2 separate regions of the Rattus norvegicus genome follow, and region 1 is linked to region 2. The links are chromatin contacts, called in public Hi-C maps. All regions are on one chromosome and are shown on one strand. Each heading gives the region's core, a stretch centred on a gene start, on an enhancer-like site or on the middle of the called end of the contact. The rest is flanking DNA. Distances are from core to core; before and after follow the strand shown.

Region 1 (5,002 bases), core at 1,223-3,722, 260 kb before region 2:
AGAATTGAGCAGTGGTCAACGTGCCAGGATGCCGTGGAGTAAGCTTGATCCAAATAGCTTCCAAGATAGTCTGCAACTGACTGTAGCAACACTGTGGGGGTTAGGGAAATGGCTTGGTTACCAGGGAAGAAAGAGTTATCTCCAGAATGGAACTGAATGCTGCTTCTCGGCCCAGAACACCACCACAGCCCATTCACGAATCAACCACAGGGAAACTTTAGGAAGCCTGATGCATGCATGTCCTACTATGTTGGAGAGGGGTCAGTGCACTTCCGGAGAGGGTTATTTTGTTGTTTCCTTTTTTTTTTTTTCTGTTTTGAGTGATGCAAAAAAAAATCCTTAAAATATTACAAGTGGTGGAGAATGGGGAGGGGGATTTTTTAAGCAAGTAAGCCATTTGAGTTGCTTCACTTAAGAGGTCCGTCTTAGCATCAACCTAGGCCTACATTCCCTGCTCCCCCTTTCTCTCCTCTTCTTTCTGTCACTACAGAAGAGGTGACCTCCATCTAACATCTGAGAGCATTGGCACTGCCCAGCAGCAGCAGAAACGATAGCTAGTCCCCATCGAGGCGGTTGCACGTGGAAAAATGGCCTTGGAGCCCAGCTTTTGAAAGCCACTGCTGAAGGAATGGTGTGTGTGTGTGTGTGTGTGTGTGTGTGTGTGTGTGTGTGTGTGTGTGTGTATGTGTACAGCAGAGAATGGAAGTCCAGACCTGGCTCAAACTCTCTTTCACTGAGCTACACTCACTCCTAATACTTCAGCCGCTCCTCTGGGTTAGACTTTCAAGCTTCTTGCCCACTTCTCTCTTCTGCCTTTCCTGGCGCCCCTCTCAGCAGTGGGGGAGGGGGACGAGGTGGGGGGGCATCTAATCAGTTCCGTGGAAGAGTGAAACCTGTCACAGCTGTCAGGCTCTGCAAGATTTGACCCATGAGGAAGCTCATTCAGCAATGCCCCCTGAAAACATACCGATTCCTATCCAGAGCTGGGCCGACTTGGGGTGAGAAGGGAAGAACACACAGCAACCAGTTGCGGGTCCGTGGTGTGGAAAAGATCTAGGAAGGAGTGCAGATCATTTCTTAAGGACCCAATAAGGGTCTTTAGCTCCCTCTCCATTTGCCACAGAGTTAGAGGCACCAATGCTTGCCTCTGGGAAGCCCACTTCTGAGAAAACATGAACCTGCCTGCTCCCCAGAGCAGTGATTTTCTCTTCCAGAAATTCTTGGTGGCTTGAGGGGAGAAGGGGACAAATCAGCTGACAGTTGCTACCTGGATGAATTGGGAAAGAGTGGCAAAAGGAGACCCTCTGGAAACAGAAGAGCACTGGACTGAGATGGGAGCCCTGGTTGTTGAGCCCAATGTACTTTTGCCTTTATTCTCTGGGGAGTGTTTCAGTGGCCACAGGTGGCACTGAACTAGCAAGAATCCTGTGACAGGCCCTGGCATGAGGTGTGGTTCGAATCTCTGCTGTGCTATTTGCTAACAGTTGTATCCTGGTGGGTTCCAAAACTATTCTCCAACACTGAGTAGGGATGGTCAAAGTCACCGTTGCCCTGAGCATTAAGTGAATCAAAATCGACATGGTGCATTTAGAACTACGCCCAGATCGTAGCGAGTTCTCAATAAATGCTAGCTTTTGTCATTAGGGTTAGCTAGTGAGCAGAACTTTCTAAGTGCTAGATCTGAGAGCCTAGGACTCCGTTGCCAAGGGAGACTAGGGAGCCTTTTCAAATATGAGAGCTCTGGCCCGAGGGATTGTCCGCAACGAGCGTGTGGCGCCTTTCTCCCACCTCACTCTGACCCAGGGAAACCCACCCCCTTTCACAGGGGCGTCTTGGTCCCCCTCAGCCGCCTCCCGCTTGGCCGCAGCTCCCCAAGCGCATCTCTGAAGGCCTCCCTCCCGCCGATCCACACCTGTCAGCAAGCCCTGGCAGTCTCCCAGGGGCTGGAGCCCAGGGCCTCCGCTGCAACCCATTCGACCCTGGGTCCTGGCTCCGCGAGCCTCGCATTTGCCCGGGGCTGCTCTCGTAAACAAAACCCGGGCATTGGAGCAGCCCCGCGGGCTGGAGAGCGCGGGAGCCAGCTCTGTGCCGGGTTCCGGCGCCCGGGGGAACCCGGGACGAGCAAGGGGCGATGGTGGCAGCCGCGGCGGCCGCGGCAGGCGGCTCAGCTTTGTTATGAATAGATGAAAGAGGCCACCTACACAGTAACCCAAATTACGAGACCTCCCTCCTCCCGATCTCACCGAATCAAGAAGGGAGGGGAGATGGGCGTGGAGGGAGGGCGGGCGAGAGGCGGAGGGCGGAGGAGGAAGAGGATGAGGAAGGGGCCAGTTGCATCCCACTTTCACAATGGGAAAGTGAAACGCACAAGCGCACCCAACCTCTCCAGCCCTCCCCGCCCGCCTCGCTCCCCTCCGCCCGTCCCCTCCCTTCCCCTCCGCGCCTCCCCGCGAGCGCCCGCGCCGCACAGAGGAACTCTCCGGCGAAGGCGGACGAGGAGGAAGCGTCTCCGGAGCGCGCAAGGCTTGCCGCCGCGGCACAGGCTGCCGGAGCGAGCCCGCCGCGCGTCGTCCTCCCTGCACTCCTTCCCGGCCGAGCCGCGGGGATGGGGCGGCCGCGGGAGCCCGAGCGCGCGCAGGAGCCGCCACCGCCGCCGCCGCCGCCCGCGTCTCCGTCGCCGCGCGCCTGAGCCGCCCGAGCCGCCGCGCGCCCTGCCCGGGGGCGGCCCCCCTAGCCCCATGGAGGTCTCCCGGAGGAAGGCGCCGCCGCGCCCCCCGTACCCTGCCGCACCGCTGCCCCTGATCGCCTATCTGCTGGCACTGGCGGTTCCCGCCCGGGGCGCGGACGAGCCGGTGTGGCGATCTGAGCAAGCCATCGGAGCCATAGCGGCGAGCCGAGCGGACGGCGTGTTCGTGGCGAGCGGCAGCTGCCTGGACCAGCTGGACTACAGCCTGAAGAACAGGCTCTCCCGCCTATACCGGGACCAAGCGGGCAACTGCACCGAGCCTGTCTCGTTGGCGCCCCCCGCGCGGCCCCGGCCCGGGAGCAGCTTCAGCAAGCTGCTATTACCCTACCGCGAGGGGGCGACCGGTCTCGAGGGGCTGCTGCTCACCGGCTGGACCTTCGACCGGGGCGCCTGCGAGGTGCGGCCCTTGGGCAACCTTAACCGCAGCTCCCTGCGCAACGGCACCGAGGTGGTGTCGTGTCACCCGCAGGGCTCGACGGCCGGTGTGGTGTACCGCGCGAGTGGCACCGATCTCTGGTACCTGGCGGTAGCCGCCACCTATGTGCTGCCGGAGCCGGAGACCGCGAATCGCTGCAACCCCGCGGCATCTGATCGCGACACGGCCATCGCGCTCAAGAACACGGAGGGGCGCAGTCTGGCCACGCAGGAGCTGGGCCGCCTGAAACTGCGCGGTAGTGCGGGCAGCCTGCACTTCGTGGACGCCTTTCTCTGGAACGGCAGTGTCTACTTCCCCTACTATCCCTACAACTACACAAGTGGCGCTGCCACCGGCTGGCCCAGCATGGCGCGCATCGCGCAGAGCACAGAGGTGCTATTCCAGGGCCAGGCGGCCCTCGATTGCGGCCACGGCCACCCCGAGGGCCGCCGCCTGCTGCTTTCCTCCAGTCTGGTGGAGGCTGTGGACATCTGGGCCGGCGTGTTCAGCGCGGCCACTGGAGAGGGCCAGGAGAAGCGCTCCCCCGCCACCACGGCTCTCTGCCTCTTCAGGATGAGTGAGATCCAGGCGCGCGCCAGGAGCTGCAGCTGGGACTTTCAGGCGACTGAGCACAACTGCGTAAGTCCTGCCCCGGGGGCTCAGATTGGAGACTTGGGTGACATTTACCAAGTCTAAGGTTCACATCGCCACCGACTGACCGAGACTGCAGGCTACTCAAAAGCACAGTCTGGGGTCCCCAAAGGGAGCGTGTAGAAACGGTGACGGGGTAGCGGGGAGGATTGGAGGGAGGTTCAAAACTCTAGTGGCTGCCTCTCATTTCCTTTTAGTACAAATGCGGGCGCTTGTTTGGGACTGAGCTTCCCAACGCCACCCTCAGTTCCTAACCGCTTCTCCAGACTGGAGTCTCAGTGGGCAAGTGGGCTTGACCCTGTGGGTTAACAGTTCCTGATGCCCTCTCAGAAAAGCTAACGAACCTAAAGGACTCGCCGCCACACCCCACTCGGCCTTTGTGCCCCCCCACGCCACCCCCCAATCTCTGGCTGCAACCTACATGATGTGGTCTGTACAGTTGTGGCCTGCTCCGCACTGGTTAATAAATGCTACCGTGCAAAAGCCGCTCGCAGACCGCCCAGCCTGACCCAGTGCGAGGGGGCGGGGCTGTGGCTGGCCGAGGGTGGCTGGCCTAGGGTGGCTGTGGTCTCAACCTGGCGGAGGGAACCCGAGGAAACGGGAGGCAGTTTATGGTGTACAAAGCCTCGCCCTGAAAAAGAAGAGCCGGGGAGGTGGAAAGTGTTGGGGTGCTCCAGGCAGTTTCTGGGCTGTAGATTTCCAGACTAGATTGCGGGGCTCTCTGGCACCACCCTCGAGCTGTGCCTAAACCAGAGCAAAAGACACAGGTTTTCCCTCAGGGCTCACAGGGCAGCCACAGCTTGAAATCTCGAGATTGACAGTTCTTTGACCGGAAAATAAAGCGACAGTTCAAGAGGGTCTAGTTGATGGGGATTATGGAGGCTTTGTGTACTTCTGCAGAGGCCTTTTGCCCTCCCAAGGCTGCTGGCAAGAAACTCTGCATATGGCTCCTGAGAGGGAAGCCTGCTGAGAGCCTCCTTAATCACTGGACAGAATTCAAAGAGCAGAAACGGAGGGCTACAGGAGTTGCTATTGTTTTGCTGTAGAATGAACCAGAGGAGGAAGAGGGAAAGTCTTAGAGTGGAGAACTGTTGCATGTACATTCATTGTGTATCAGGGTGCCTGAAACATTTGCTCGAAGGTATATTGATAGGCGGGTAGAAAGACACTCCCCTCCAGCCCTTTCTCTG
Region 2 (4,408 bases), core at 389-2,888:
AAAGTAAGCCTGGGATACAAAGCTAGACTATGTCTTAAATGCTTTCCCCACCATATAGAACACTTAATAAAGTAAATTAAATTAAAAACTTAGTTTACCACTCAAGTTATATATTTTAAGGGTTCAACAAGTGGAGACCAAGGCTATTGTTAAACCAAGGCTTAAAAACTTATACCGTTTTGCCATCTCTCAAATGTAACTTAAATTGCTATCATCGTGTTATTTGAGAATATTATTAAATACAGCCAGCATATTTTATCTCATTAGAAAGGAAATACTCAAAGAGAAACACCCAGCGTACTCTGGGATAAATAACAACCAAAAGGAACTCAAATCCCTTTCCAACTCTCCAAAGAGTCTTGTGTGACAACAGAAAAATCAAAGCATTCTAATAATTCTAAATAAAACTGACTTGGAATCAAATCTGAATACAAAAAGCGACAAACATAACCACCTATAAGCATAAATCTGGAGAACTCCAAACTCAGATTAACAGGCCACATTTACTTATGTTCTAGTTGAATATTAGACTTGTTTACGATGATGTTGCTTGGTAACAGAAGCACAGCTTTAACCTACTTAGTTCTTTAGATCTCAATTTAGTACTTTATACTAACAGCCTGATCCTATAATGAATTACATATTAAAAAAATTACATATTAAAAAAATCGGAACAAATTTATCCTTATCCTCAACATCTTTGAATAGAAGTGGCCTGATAATTGGAAGGTAAGACTTTAAAGCTGTCTTTAAAGACATTTAAATGCCCTCTAGGGCATTTTTAAAAAGCCTAGTGTCCTTTTATTGTACTCAGAAACTGGACTTAGAACTTGTCAAAGTACCAAGCCCAAAATACACTTCCCACATTTCAGACCTTACCTCGGCAACATCCGCAAACAAACTGCTACAACTATCTTTAAGGGCAAGGAAAAATGACGACAGCGTAGTTTTTCCGTCACAAATTAAACTGGAGGTGTTTTACATTAACCCCATTACTCTGCTAGCTATCATGCCGCAGTGCACCAAAAAGCCGGGAAAGGAGTTTCACGTGCTTTAAAAAAATACCCGGGCCTGCCTTCCTAACACGCGCTTCCACTTCTTCACCAGGAAACAAAACCGGGGTTCAAGGGCGGACGCGGAGGAGTGCTGCAGGATTCCAAGCAGACGCCCAGCATGCCTAGAAAGCGAGGTGACTTACCAAACTTACACACGGTCCTAGCAGCGTGCCCTAGCACAGCAGCCGCGCTCGCCCCCCTGGGTCCCCGGCACAGCTCCGACCACCGCCACCCACACCGCTCTGCTCGCTCAGGCATTGGGGCCGAGGGGTCCAGACGGTCCCACCGGCTGGGGTGTCGGCCCAGCCCGCCACGTCTGGAGCGGTCCAGGCGGCCGCTCCCGCCGCGGGGGTGGAGACAAGCCAACGAGCCGGGCTGTACCCGAGGGCACCCACTCCTAGGGAAGGTTGAGGTAGCCCGGGAAACTCGGAGGGCCGAGAGGGCGGCGGCTGCAAGCCCGGCTCCTCCTCTGCGGCCCGGCCTCCTCAGCAGACACGCCGCCCCCTCAGCCCGCCGCCCGCCACTCCAGAGCAGACCTGGTCCCGAGCCGCGGCGGCGCGCGCGGCAGGAAGTCCCGCCCCCGTGCTACGTCATCGGCACTGCGCACCGCCCCAGGGCCCGAGCCGTTGGTGAGGAAAGCGGGCGACGGTTGCGCGGGCAGCCGCTGCTACTGTGGGAAAAGTGCGGACGCCACTCTGGGACGGCCCTGTGGGCCACACCAAAGCCCGCGAGCCCGGGAAACGGCAGGTCTCGCCTCACGCCCGACTCCCCGTGGGTTGAGGGACTCCCTGCCCTTGTCCCGCCCAGGTTACACTTCCTTCTCTGAGAGCTTGGATGGTGCTCTTAGCCGCCACCTCTATCACTGCCCGCCTGTCATCATGCCTGCTGGGCGGGTTTTCTGGCTTTGGCACCCAGTCAGCCTGCAAGTACGGAGTCGCCTCAGCTTGCCAACAGGGAAGTCAGGTCAGGACCCCCTTCCTGCCCCAGTTCCGTCCTGTAAGCCCATCTACTCTTAGGTGTATAACAGGGCGAGCTCCTAGTCTCCATGCTGCTAACTAAATTGACACTTGGTGACAGCTTTGATATTTGTGACCTAAAGGCTGAAATAAACCAGGCTTACAGCGTTTCAAGGTAGGCGATGGGAGAAACAGGCGTCCGGTCTATACCCATGTTTGCTGAATGCCTCCTTACTGTGTGGGCTTGGATCTTGACTATGTATTGTGAAGCACAGCTTATGTTTGCCCATGAGATAACTATATCCAGCCTCTGGGTAGATGGTAACTGAGCTGTCGCATTTTTCTTGAAATAGAAGTGCATACTATTATGGGTGGGTTATATAAAGGAGACACGCGGGAGACACATTCACAATCAGAATGGAGAAAGCATTAGTCTGTGTGTGTGACATTGACAGTAAAAATTTGCTGAACACCTATATCAAGTGCCGCGGCATTTTTAGAGATTATCTGAACCCCTAGTTCTGTAGATTCAACTATGTTTTATGGTTTCCCCAGATCCTGAGATCAAATCAAAACAGTGAAAGTATCCGTTAAAAAAAATAAATCACTGGAAAGTGAGAAGACTGGAGAAATGACTAGCGAGTGAAGAAAAGCTTTATTTCTCACACAAGAGTAAATGCTAGATGAACACTTAAAAGAAAAAAATTAAACCATTAAAAACATGGGAAAATCCGTTGTGGAGAGATGGCTCAGTGTTTAGAATGCTTGCTGCTTTCCCAAGGACCTATATTCAGGTCCTAGAACCTAGTTCGTGCTGCTCTAATCTGCCTTTAACTACAGCTCTCAGGGGATCCAATACCTTTGGCCTCAGAGCACCTACACTTATGTACACCTACCCACACAAAGACACAGTAAAAGTAGTCATATTTTTAAGTAGAAATTCAAGGTGAATACATAGATAACCTTGAGGTTAGAAAGGTCCTTTCCAAGTATGAAACTATAAGAAACAACTAAGATTGTAATACACCCTCAAAACTGAAAATAGTGAACTATAGAAAAATATATCCATACATTTGCAAAGAAAAATTATTCCCAACATACACCTCTTAGAAAATCAATTATAAATTTCAACACCTAAATATAAAAATTGACAAAAGAGAAGTGTCACATGTCTGTAATCCCGGCACTCTAGCTACTGGGGTAGGAGTTTGACTCAAAAGAGAAAATAATCCATATATATCGTGATTCCAAGAAAAAACACCCAGTTAATAAATGAAAAGTTGTCTACCTTCCAAACATTTCATTTGCTTATCGGTATTGACAGAGCCGTGAAAATACAATCCCTTTGTGACTACTGGTGTGAGGACAATAACAGTCCATCCTGATTTATTAATATAAGCATCATCTTCTGTCCCACTTAAAACAACAAGATTCCTGAGGATCTTGCCACGGTTATATTCCATATTCAGTGTATATTATCACTAGAACAGAAGAGAATTATGGTGTGTGCAGACAATAGAATACTCTTGGCCCATCAAAGCATTGTATTATATATGTCCATGGACTCTGGGTCCTATTTGTCCAAAAGAAAGAGCAAACTACAGATCACAGTGTACAGAATATGAATTCACATATGTGGATGAATAGAAATATGAGTACAAAACTGAAAAGACTGAGACTGCGTTTTATCTTTTGGATGTTTTAACCTTGTATAAGGTTTTTTTGAATTTATAAATTGGTTATTTTATGAAAGTGAGGTCGTGTTATGTTTTTTAATTAAAGATGTGCAGGGAAAGAAGCATGAACTGTAGGCCTACACAAGTATGCGACCTTGGAATCTGAATACAGGTTGTTTTTGGGTTTTGGGTTTTGTTTTTTTTTTTTTTTCTTCCATAAATTTTACTATAACTTACTTGCAGACCTGATCACTAACTCATCACATATCTTGATTCCCACTCCTGTATTCTCTGTCAGTCAGGTATTTTTTATTATCTTGTAATTCCCTCTGCCACTGGATTACTTTTGCATTCTCCTTACATTTATCTTTCTGCTATGTATTACACATTTCCTTTCTCTTCCATCATTCGTTATGCATTTGTAAATTCACACACTATTAAGTCCCAGTGCTAATAGAACTATGTGGAATTTAAAGAGATACTTGGGTCACTTATGCTAGTAATAATTAAAATGAAACAGACAACTTTCTCTTTTTAAAAAAACAGCCGGGGTGGTTGGGGATTTAGCTCAGTGGTAGAGTGCTTGCCTAGCAAGCACAAGGCCCTAGGTTCGGTCCTCAGCTCCGGAAAAAAAAAGAAAAAATAATAAATAAATAAATAAATAAACAAACAAACAAACTAACTAACTGCCAAAGCTGCTGTGAGGTTGGGGAAGAATTCC

What was found. Hi-C and Micro-C count contacts between places; a contact is called where the count stands out from the background.
Region 1: a Hi-C map of Schwann cells shows a contact between it and region 2, with 3 times the contacts expected there. The contact joins the promoter of Plxnc1 here to the promoter of Cep83os in region 2. A contact is called at or near these places in 2 of 12 Hi-C or Micro-C datasets (Schwann cells and hepatocytes).

What each region holds. Positions count from the first base shown.
Region 1 is chr7:31,428,075-31,433,076 of GRCr8, reverse strand. Plxnc1 (plexin C1) reads left to right here and starts at 2,472. Exons shown (of 31, transcript NM_001426988.1): 1 at 2,472-3,800. The coding sequence starts at 2,739. It overlaps LOC120093559 (a long non-coding RNA gene), which reads right to left and starts at 2,373. Exons shown (of 3, transcript XR_005486865.2): 1 at 2,244-2,373; 2 at 968-1,053; 3 at 1-91.
Region 2 is chr7:31,164,426-31,168,833 of GRCr8, reverse strand. Cep83os (centrosomal protein 83, opposite strand) reads left to right here and starts at 1,638. Exons shown (of 3, transcript NR_132625.1): 1 at 1,638-2,018. Cep83 (centrosomal protein 83) reads right to left here and starts at 1,467. Exons shown (of 16, transcript NM_001014266.2): 1 at 1,199-1,467.